2 separate regions of the Sus scrofa genome follow, and region 2 is linked to region 1. A link is a contact called in public Hi-C data. All regions are on one chromosome and are shown on one strand. Each heading gives the region's core, a stretch centred on a gene start, on an enhancer-like site or on the middle of the called end of the contact. The rest is flanking DNA. Distances are from core to core; before and after follow the strand shown. Region 1 has its middle 350 kb from the start of TNP1. Region 2 has its middle 490 kb from the start of TNP1.

Region 1 (5,053 bases), core at 1,381-3,880:
GTTTGCATCGGCCCCAGGCTACAGGTGGTTTAAAGCACCACTATCAGATTGCTTCTCAATCTTCTCCTCTAGACTAAATAGTCCTGATTTTTGTCAGCAACTTTTCATACTCTAGGGCTCCCTTATTAACTGTGTTTGCACTGAACTGGATTTTTATCCTGCTCCATGCTGTGCTGGCTTTCATTCTTTTAGGAGCTCAGAGGCCAGATCTGGGACTTGCTGGCTCCAGGCCCCCTTTATGCCTTTTAAAAATGTTTTGATGATCATATGTTAAGAGCTAATGACAATCATCTGCCGAGAATGTTCAAGCATAAACTTGCATAGAGTCAGGGAGATTGATGAAATCAACCTCAAAATCCAGAACATCCATCCTATAATTAAGATTCACTAATGTATGGACAAACAGTCAGCAAGACCTATTTATGGCCTCCACAAATTAAAGGGCTCCAAGGAAAAATTCCTTTCTTCTAGAGAGTGATTTTTAAAGAGCGCATTAAATGAATATTTATTGAGCATTTATGTTATGACAGGCATTGTACTAGTTACTGGGATACAGAAGTGAGTATAGAAGATAGGGTCCCTGCCCTCATCATGCTTACAGGCCGTAGGAGGGCAATGGAGAAGAAGAATGTTACAGAAAAATATATAGGCAGTTATAATGAAGTAAGTACTGTGACAGGAAAAATACTGAGGCCCCCTCGCTCAGAATTAGAAGGAGCAAAAGTGAAAGAGCCATGGTCAGGGACCTGAAATAGTTTCCAGTTGGCTGCCCCAGAGAGCAGAGAGGCTGTGTTGAGAGCACAGCCAACAGAGAAAATTGAGTTGGAAGCATGAAGGACCTTGTGAGCCAGATAAGGAGATGAGAGTACCCTGCATCATTGTCTCTTAACCGGGGGTTATCTGGCTCCCTAGGGGATATTTGACAATGTCTCTCTGTATTTGTGGTAATCACAAGTCAAGAAATTCTACTGGCATCTTTTGAGGCGAGGCCAAGAGTACAGCTAACATGGCAATGTACAGATAAGTTCCCACAATAGAGTTATCCTCCCCAAATGTCAACCATGCCAAGGTTGAGAAGCCCTCCTCTAGAGCAGAGGGTCACCAAAGGAGAGAGCAGCAAAATCAGATTTTTATTTTGTAAATTCTTCTCTGAACAGAGCAAGGTGGGCAGAATGTGTTAGAGGAGAAATATTTTTTTGCAGTCTTGCTGGTGAGAGATGAAATATGAAAAAATCTCCTTCAGCCAGTGGACCTGCTACAGAAACACATTTTGGTTTGCAATGTCAGAATACAGGGCTACCATAATAATTTGCTTTGCAGTACAGCACAGGGAATTATATTCAGTGTCTTGGGATAGAACATGATGGAAGATAATATAAGGAAAAGAATGTATATGTATGTATGACTGGGTCATTATGCTGTACAGCAGAAATTGACACAGTATTGTAAATGTAAATCAACTATACTCCAATAAAAATAAAATGAAATTTTAAAAAGTTAAAAAATAAAAGGGCTACCATAGGAGATTTTAGGCACACTCTGCCTTGACTACTGAAGGATATCTGCAAAGAAAATAAAGTAAAATAACTATTTTTATCCACACATTTGTATACCTCACTATTCTAGTGTTCTCAAGCTGAAAGCATAGGAGATAAAAGCTTTTGGATTAAAGTATTAGCTAACTTTTACATAAAATTGTAGGGTCCAGATATTTTCAACCCACACACAAACACATCCATGCACAGAGGGCATGATCTCAGGTATTTGTGGAGCATGATTTGCATTCTTTGTGACAGGTGGGGTCCTATAAATGCAGCACAGTGACAGCTGCTTAGTATGATAATGTGTTCCATATTGTCAGAACAATTTGGAAAAACTCATGTCTACTATTGAGACTAGTGTGACATGTATGGAAAGCTCTTTGTACACAGTAAAGCGCAGTAGTTTCACCTACCTCCTCTGGGAAGATTGCCCAATGCCCCAATGAAGCATCTCATAGTAGTTGATATTTATTGAGTTCTTGCCCTATACCAGGCCTTTGTGCTAAGCACATTATGTGTTTTATCACATGATTGGTACAATGCTATAGTGTAGGTATTTTTCTTCTAATTTTACATTTAGAGACCCTAAGACTTAGGGAGGTTCTTAGTAATTTGTCCAAAGTTACAAAGCTAGGAGAATGTAGAGTCTAGATTGCAATCCAGGAATGAAAATCTCTCCCAAGACTCTTGATCCCCAAAGCTTGTTTTTTTTTTAGGTCAAAAGCAATGAGTGATTTCAAGAGGCCATCTGGAGCAAGACTTTCCTCTGAGCATCCTGCCCCTTGGAGGTAAGGCTGACCACTCATTGAACTCCAGCCATCTTCATGTTGTTCGAGGAATATTCAGGCCCAGCAGGATACAGCTGTTTGAGCTGTAGCTGTTTCAAGACTACACACCCTCCTTCCCACCTCTCAACCATTCTCTCTACTGCATTCTAGTAAAGTGAGTAACTTGGCATCTTTCTCCAGAAACTAGGGCGACAAAGAGATAACTGCTGATATCCCAATACCAAATTGGTAAAGCTCATAGAACTTCCATGGGTTGTTTTGAAAATACTCAAGTCCCAGGTTTGGCTCCAGCAGGCAGGAAGAGAGTTGGGATGACAGCCAGAGGTACAGACCCATAACAGACCACAGAGTCTCTGCTTGTTTGTTCCTCTATAATAACCACGGGATGTTTTCTAGTTATTCCACAGATAAGAACAACTTATCACTCTTGGCAGTTTCACATGTTTTTCTATTTTTCATTTGGAAGTGTGTAATTTTCCTGCTGTTGGCCACCCACCCCCATAGCACAGCCAAATTTGTGGAGGCTTTCAAAGAAATGAGCAGCTATTGTCTGAAACTCAACCTCTTCACAAGGTATTTCCCAGAGACCCTAAATGTGACCTTCCAGAAAACACACGCATATACCACACCACACAACATAAAATAATTTCCCCTCTAAACAAAAAGTTCATTTTCCCCAATCCTATGGTCCCATGTAGATGGGACTTACATGGCACAAAGTCTTCTGTCCTCCCAGAGCCAGCTCAATGGCCATAGCTATGTTGACTCACAATTGCTGGGAAACAGATGTAGCTAACCCTCCATTTAGGCAATTTTCTTCCAATATTCTAGACATGGGCTTCACAGTACCTAGACATACATGTATTTCCTGCTAAAATCCTAGGAAGATCTGAGGAGTTACTCATTTGCCAGCCACAGGGAATTATGGAGCTCGCAAGCCATCCCTGGGAATACCCTGTGTTAAAGAAACAAAGGTGAACATTAACAAGGACCATGTTGCCTCTGGTCCTCGTCTGGGATCCAGGAGAACATGTTTGTTTGGTCACTGACCCATGCCCTCCTGGAAAGAGTGGATTCTGGCTTTGATCCTCAGAGGAACCCTGTATGAATTTCCTGTGGCTGCAGTAACAAGTTTTCACCAACTTGGTGGCTTAAAACAACAGAGATGTATTCTCTCAGCATTCTAGAGGCTAGAAGTTTGAAGTAAGTTTCAAACTTACTTGAAGTAAGTTTCACTGAGCTGAAATCAAGGGGTCAAAGGGCTGCACTCCCTCCAGAGATTGTATTGGAGAGTTGGGTCCTTGCTTTTCCAGCTTCTGGTGGCGGCTGACTTGTGACTGCTGACTTGTGACTGCTTCACTTCAGCATCAAGACCAATATCTCCATATCTTTCTCCACTTCCATCACATTGCCTTCTCCTCCATGGGTGCCAACTCTCTCTCTCTTCTTCTCTCTTATAAGGAGTCTTGTGATGCACTTTGTGTCCACTATGTAATCCAAAATAATCTCCTCATCTCAAGACCCTTCATTCTGTCACACTGGCAAAGACCCCTTTTCCAAATAAGGTAATATTTATAGGTTCCAGGGATTAGGACTTGATCTCTTTAGGGACGTTTATTCAGCTTACTACAACTACCTACTAGCCCATTCTTCAGAGATGAGGGACCCCAATCCCATGACACCCTTCCTGAAAAGTTGAAAGTTAGAGCTGAAAAAGTCAATACATATAAATGTATATTACTGACTCTGTAAAAGATGTGTATTTCATTCAGCATGTTCAGAATATAAAATCGTCTACTCTCTGGCATTGAACTGTACTTGTATCACCATCATCTACTGTTGGGTTTCCCAACTTCAGCCCTGTTGATATTTGGGGAGAGAGCACTACTCTGTGCATTTTGGATGTTCAGCAGCAACCAGACAGTAAAAATGTAGGAGATCCAGCTAAAACTGAATTTCAAATAAACAACGAATATTTTTTTTAAGGATAAATATGCTCTGTACAATATTTGGACATTCTAATACTAAATTTGTTTATTTTCTTTTTTACGGCTGCACCCGCAGCATATAGAAGTTCCCAGGCTAGGGGTCAAATCTTAGCAGTAGCTGATGCCTACATCACAGCCTATCTGAGCAACATCTGTGACCTACCTATGCTTCAGCTTATGGCAATGTGGGATCCTTAACCCACTGAGAGAGGCCAGGCATTGAACCTGAATCCTCATGGAGACTACATCAGGTCCTTAATCCACTGAGCCACAATGGGAACTTCAATTTATCCTTTGTTGATCTAAAATCTAATGTAACTAGGTGATCTGCATTTTATCTGTTGACTCTACACTAGGTACCAGTAACACAACCCACCTTCACCCCCAGTTGCAATAAACAAAAACATTTCCAAATATTGCCAAATGTCCCTTGGGATGCAAAATCACCTTCGGTTGTGAACACTTAATCTACATAATAAAATAAATAAATAAATTAAAACCCTCATAAAATGGGAAAGACTGAGAAAAATATGTGGAAAGTTTTAAATACATGCAAGCTGGCGCTTGTTGCTATTTATCTGCAAAGCTAACAGATCCTAGGGTCACAAGACACATGGATACTAGCATGGCTCTTGGAGGACTAGTGTACATCACTGTTGGTGGGGGACCAGTATCCTGGGAATAATCTTGCCCCACCTGCCCCTTTCAAGCCTTGGAGCCTCAGGGCTGTGCAGCA
Region 2 (4,772 bases), core at 1,360-3,859, 140 kb after region 1:
TTTTTTATTACTCAATGAATTCATTACATTTATAGTTGTACAATGATCACCACAATCCAATTTTATAGGATTTCCATCCCACAACCCCAGAACATCCCCTCACCCCCCAAAATGTCTCCTTTGGAGACCATAAGTTTTTCAAAGTCTGTGAGTCAGTATCTGTTCTGCAAAGAAGTTCATTCTGTCCTTTTTCTATTTTCTTTATTGAAAGAGATAGAAATGAATGCTTACCTCATTTAATTACTGTGCTAGATGTTCCACTTAATTTACAATGGGAGCAACACAGCATGACAGTAGCTAACATTTATGGAAAGCTCACTGGGTGCAAGCATTGGTCTAAGTGTTGGACACACAGTAACTTATATTAAATTCTCACAGAGCCCCAAGTGGTAGGAGTGGTAGGAATAGTGAGGACTAAATGTCCTTATTTTATAGATAGGGAGATAGAGGCACAGAGTAGGACTCTTGACTAGTAAATAGAGGACCTGGGCTTCTACCTTCAGCTCCAGAGACCTCCCCTTAGCCCCAAGCCAAGCCTCCAAGCTGGATCCAAAGCAGGATCTCCAATCCCAACCAGGACACATGGCTTCTTGCTGAGGTCACACTGGAAAGATTTCTTCCTCTTCTTCTTCCATCTGTTATCTTCTCTAAGGAGAAGAGCCAAAGATGATCCTCCACTCTAGAGCTTGCCTTAGAGTCCCTGAAAACCACTATCTCTTAGCATTGCATTACCAAAGACTTTAAAAACCTGCCAATCCTTAAAAGTTCACCAACCCTAATGAGTCAATCAACATCTGGTGGTGACAATGTTTGTTATAACTCTGAAAATTAAGATGTGTTGCACCCAACAAATTCTATTTGCCCTGGGTATTTTTTTTTAAATTAGTGTTTATTACACTACAGAATTTAATTTAATAAGTCATTTCTTCAGGAGCTCTGAATGTTAACTGATCAAACTGGACCCAGTTCTTGGGATGATGATGATTTGGGGTTAAAAGAGAAGTTCCTTCTGAAATGCAGTCTTGATCCCAGGAACCCCTACCCCTTTAGCTTACAATGTATTAGGTTTAGGCTTTGTTTTTTCAATGTTTTAAGATCTTGTTTAGTTTTGTTTTTACCAATTATCTTGCTACTGGAAACTCTAAGCTCTGGACACTCTATGCACAGAATCTTAGTGATATAAGTCTTCCTGGGGAGACTGCAAACCACTCTCTGTATTCTCTTTCTTGGCTAGTCCACTCCATCCCCTCTACCCGGCCAGGTCCTGCTAATCCTTAAAAACCTCATCACATCCTCCAGGATTCCTTCCCCAGAGAACATCTTGGAGGTCAGGTACGCTTCCTGGAGGCTCCCACCATATCCTGAGTCAACTACCTGTATCACAGCATCCATCACCTCAGACTGCTGGCTGGAACCTTTTAACAATCTGAATTTCTGGAGGCAAAGACTTCATTCCTTTCACTCTGTATCTTCAGATGTCAAATGTCCCTGACATCATTCCTCGTTCATAGCAGATGGTCAAAAATTACTTGGTGATTCACTTGTGATGGAACGTAATGGAGGGTAATGTGAGAAAAAGAAAGTGTATATATGTTAAGACTGGGTTACTCTGCTGTACAGCAGAATTTGGCAGAACATTGTAAATCAACTATAATATTTTTTTTAAAAAAAGAGAAAAGATCCTAAAAAAAACTACTTGGTGATTGAATAATTCACATTTATAAATCACTACTTAAATATGTTTTAGGTTTTTAAAGAGGCTAAAATATACAGACCAGGCACCCTAGGTCAAATGAGATATTCACAATGATACACAAGGAGGTGCTCCATTAAATTAATTAGGATGCATATCTTAAGCTATTCTTCACTTTGATTTTAGTTTTTCACATTAGGCAGATTTTTATGGGCATCATGTTTTGGAGTACCATGTTATAATATTAAGCACTATAGTGGATAGAACTAATTTTAAGAATTTAGAAGGCAGAAATTAAGATTGAATTGTAGGCCACACCAAGGATAATGCATGTAGAATATACCTGAAACAGAATGCAAACACTCAGCCATTATATAAATAGAGATAGGTAAATACCATTTATTGTTACATGTAATACAGAAGAAAGCCTTGAACTTAATTTTAACATTGGAACCAGTGACAGTAATTAGCCAACTCATGAATTAGAACCATGTTTATATAATTCCTAACAATTATAATTACATATTTGTTTGAATTGGGTTCTCACAATTTATTATACTTACTGCCCTCCTCCAGAGTGTGGATTTAGATTTCAAAAGCGCTTGTTAACTTTTGGAGACTCCTCTGGTCTAGCTATTATTTTTGTTTCTTTGATTCCTTACTGACTATTGTCTATTATTGCCCTTTCATGTAGAGTTAGTGTGTCCATAGGGACAGAAAGTTGTCACATCATTCTTTCTGGAAGCAGGAAATTAGAAGTAGAAAGGGATTGTGTGTGTGTGTGTGTGTGTGTGTGTGTGTGTGTGTGAAAGAGAGAAGAAAATCCAGGGTCAGGAAGCCCACACCCCCCCTCTCTGCCTCTCTGGCCTTGGAAACTCTGCCTAAAATACAGCTGGCATTCACTTCTTATACACAGAGCCTCGTGACCTTGGCTGGTACCCAAGTCTAAACTGCATCTATGGCATCCAAATAGCTCATTTGGTGCTGGGGAGGAAGGGGGAGGCAGGTAGGAATTAAGGAATGGGAAGGGAAAAAAAACTGCAAAAGTTAAATTTCCTGCCAGGTGGCTTCCAAATCATCCAGCAGCTTTATTCAAGGCTTTGAAGTTTTGGGCCAACAGTTCCAGATCTGTAATATTTACCCTGCAGTCTCCAAAAACAAAAGTTGACTGTGTTCCTTGAAGTCAATCTCCCCAGCATTTCAGGATGACAGATGAGAGAGGCTGGAAAAGAGTTATTGGATGACCTGGAACTCCTCAAACTCTTCAGTAAGTTTTTGTTGTGCCTCAGTCTCAATCTCTCTCTCTCTCTCTCTCCATCACTCTCCTTCTCTCTTTCTCCCTCTCACTAACTTTGCTCTACTTCTACCATCAATTCCTGCCCCCCAATGCAATCACCTGTTGTGTTATTCATGAGGTATGTCAAATGTCAAAAATTTACCCTGAAACATCAATAGCTAACTAAACTCTAAATCCCTTAGCCTGGGAGTTGAATTCTTCCACTTATACCCACGGACTAAGCAAATAATTACTATTACTACTACTACTACTACTAATAATAATAATAGAGTCAATTCTGTATGTGAGGTAGAATCTCTGTTCAGCTATGAATTTATCTAGGTGAGATTTCTGGGAAGGGGAAATGGTTGATGGGTGAATATAAATTTCTGAAACTATAGCATACTCACAAGGAAAATACTTTGCCTCAACAGACCTTGACAGATGCTTGTCACTTACTTTTGTCCCTTGCTATCACCCATCCATCTTTGCCCCTCCAAATCCTCCTCATCCTTTAAGTTTCTCTAAATATCACCAGTGTCACACTCCCTCAACAAACATACATTGAGAATCTACCACATACCAGGCACTGTTCAAGGCTTGAATTAAAAAAAAAAAAAACCCTTGCCCTGTTGGAGCTCATATTCTAGTGGAAGGGATAAGTAATAAATAAATAAATAAATTAAATAGTATATCAGATGATGATCTATGCTATGGATAAAATAAAGAAGGATTAGCAGCATAGAGAAGGGGGGAGTAGGGGCATTTGTTATGGTGTGGGCAGAGACCTGAAAGGGATGAAGGAAAAAAGAAGCAGCTGTATGGGAGAAGAGCATTCCAGCAGAGGAAAGAGCCAAAGAAAAGGTCCTGTGGTGGGAAAAGAAATAGCCACAAGGTATGTTGACTTGTCCATGGAGAGAGGGGGAGGAAATGAGGACAGCGAAAGACAGTAAGAAGCTGGCTTACAGAGCACTTAGGGAGGCCTTCAGCTCTAGTCTGGGTGAGATGGGAACCACTGGAGAGTTTTTAGCACATAAGTGACACAATCTGACTCTTGTCAGACTTTGAGCCACTCTGATGAAAACGGACTATTTAAGGGGAATAGCTGAAGCGGCAGGGCAAGAGCCTTTTTCCATTCATCCAGAAAAGATAATGGTGGCTCAGACTAGGTTCATGATGATAGAGATTGAATTCTGGATGTGTTTTGAAAGCAGAGCCAACTGATATAATTGCTGATGGATTTGGATGTGAAAAAAATATGAGAAAATGAGCTGTCAAGGATAACTTCTCAGTTTTTGGTTTAAACAGTTGGAAAGACTTATTCTTTCTCTGTGCTCCCATATACTTTTATTAATATCAATATTATAAAACCCTAATAAGAGTTTTACATGTGTATATCTCTCCCACTAGGTACACTGTTCCTTAACTTTCAGGTCTTAGAATGCTGAAACACTAAAGAAAGTTATGGACTTTTGCCCATGGGGGGAAAAATACACATACACAAGTTCATGCAAATATTTGTATTGAATTTCAAAAGGTTTATTTATCTCCTGAAGCTCATCCAAGTGTTTCTGAGTGGTTCATGTATCCAAGGTTTAAAAACCTAAGCACTTGGTTTATTTTTTTATTTTTTTAATTAGAGTTGACTTACAGTGCTGTGTCAATTTCTGCTGTACAGCATAGTGACCCAGCTATATATATATATGTGTGTGTGTGTGTGTGTGTGTGTGTATGTGTGTGTGTGTGTGTATACACACACATATACTTTTTCTCATATTTCTTTTAATAAAGTATTATTGATCA

What was found. Hi-C and Micro-C count contacts between places; a contact is called where the count stands out from the background.
Region 2: a Hi-C map of liver shows a contact between it and region 1, with 8 times the contacts expected there. The contact joins two enhancer-like sites. A contact is called at or near these places in 3 of 47 Hi-C or Micro-C datasets (liver and skeletal muscle).

The regions. Positions count from the first base shown.
Region 1 is chr15:119,384,606-119,389,658 of Sscrofa11.1, forward strand. No RefSeq gene overlaps it. Among named protein-coding and RNA genes, the nearest start is that of TNP1, 350 kb to the left of the region's middle. Within about 2 kb of position 2,631, at least 4 of the 83 cell types and tissues checked have an H3K27ac peak or open chromatin away from gene starts, as enhancers often do. A contact at or near this core is called in liver, where this site is marked.
Region 2 is chr15:119,529,517-119,534,288 of Sscrofa11.1, forward strand. No RefSeq gene overlaps it. Among named protein-coding and RNA genes, the nearest start is that of TNP1, 490 kb to the left of the region's middle. Within about 2 kb of position 2,610, at least 7 of the 83 cell types and tissues checked have an H3K27ac peak or open chromatin away from gene starts, as enhancers often do. A contact at or near this core is called in liver, where this site is marked.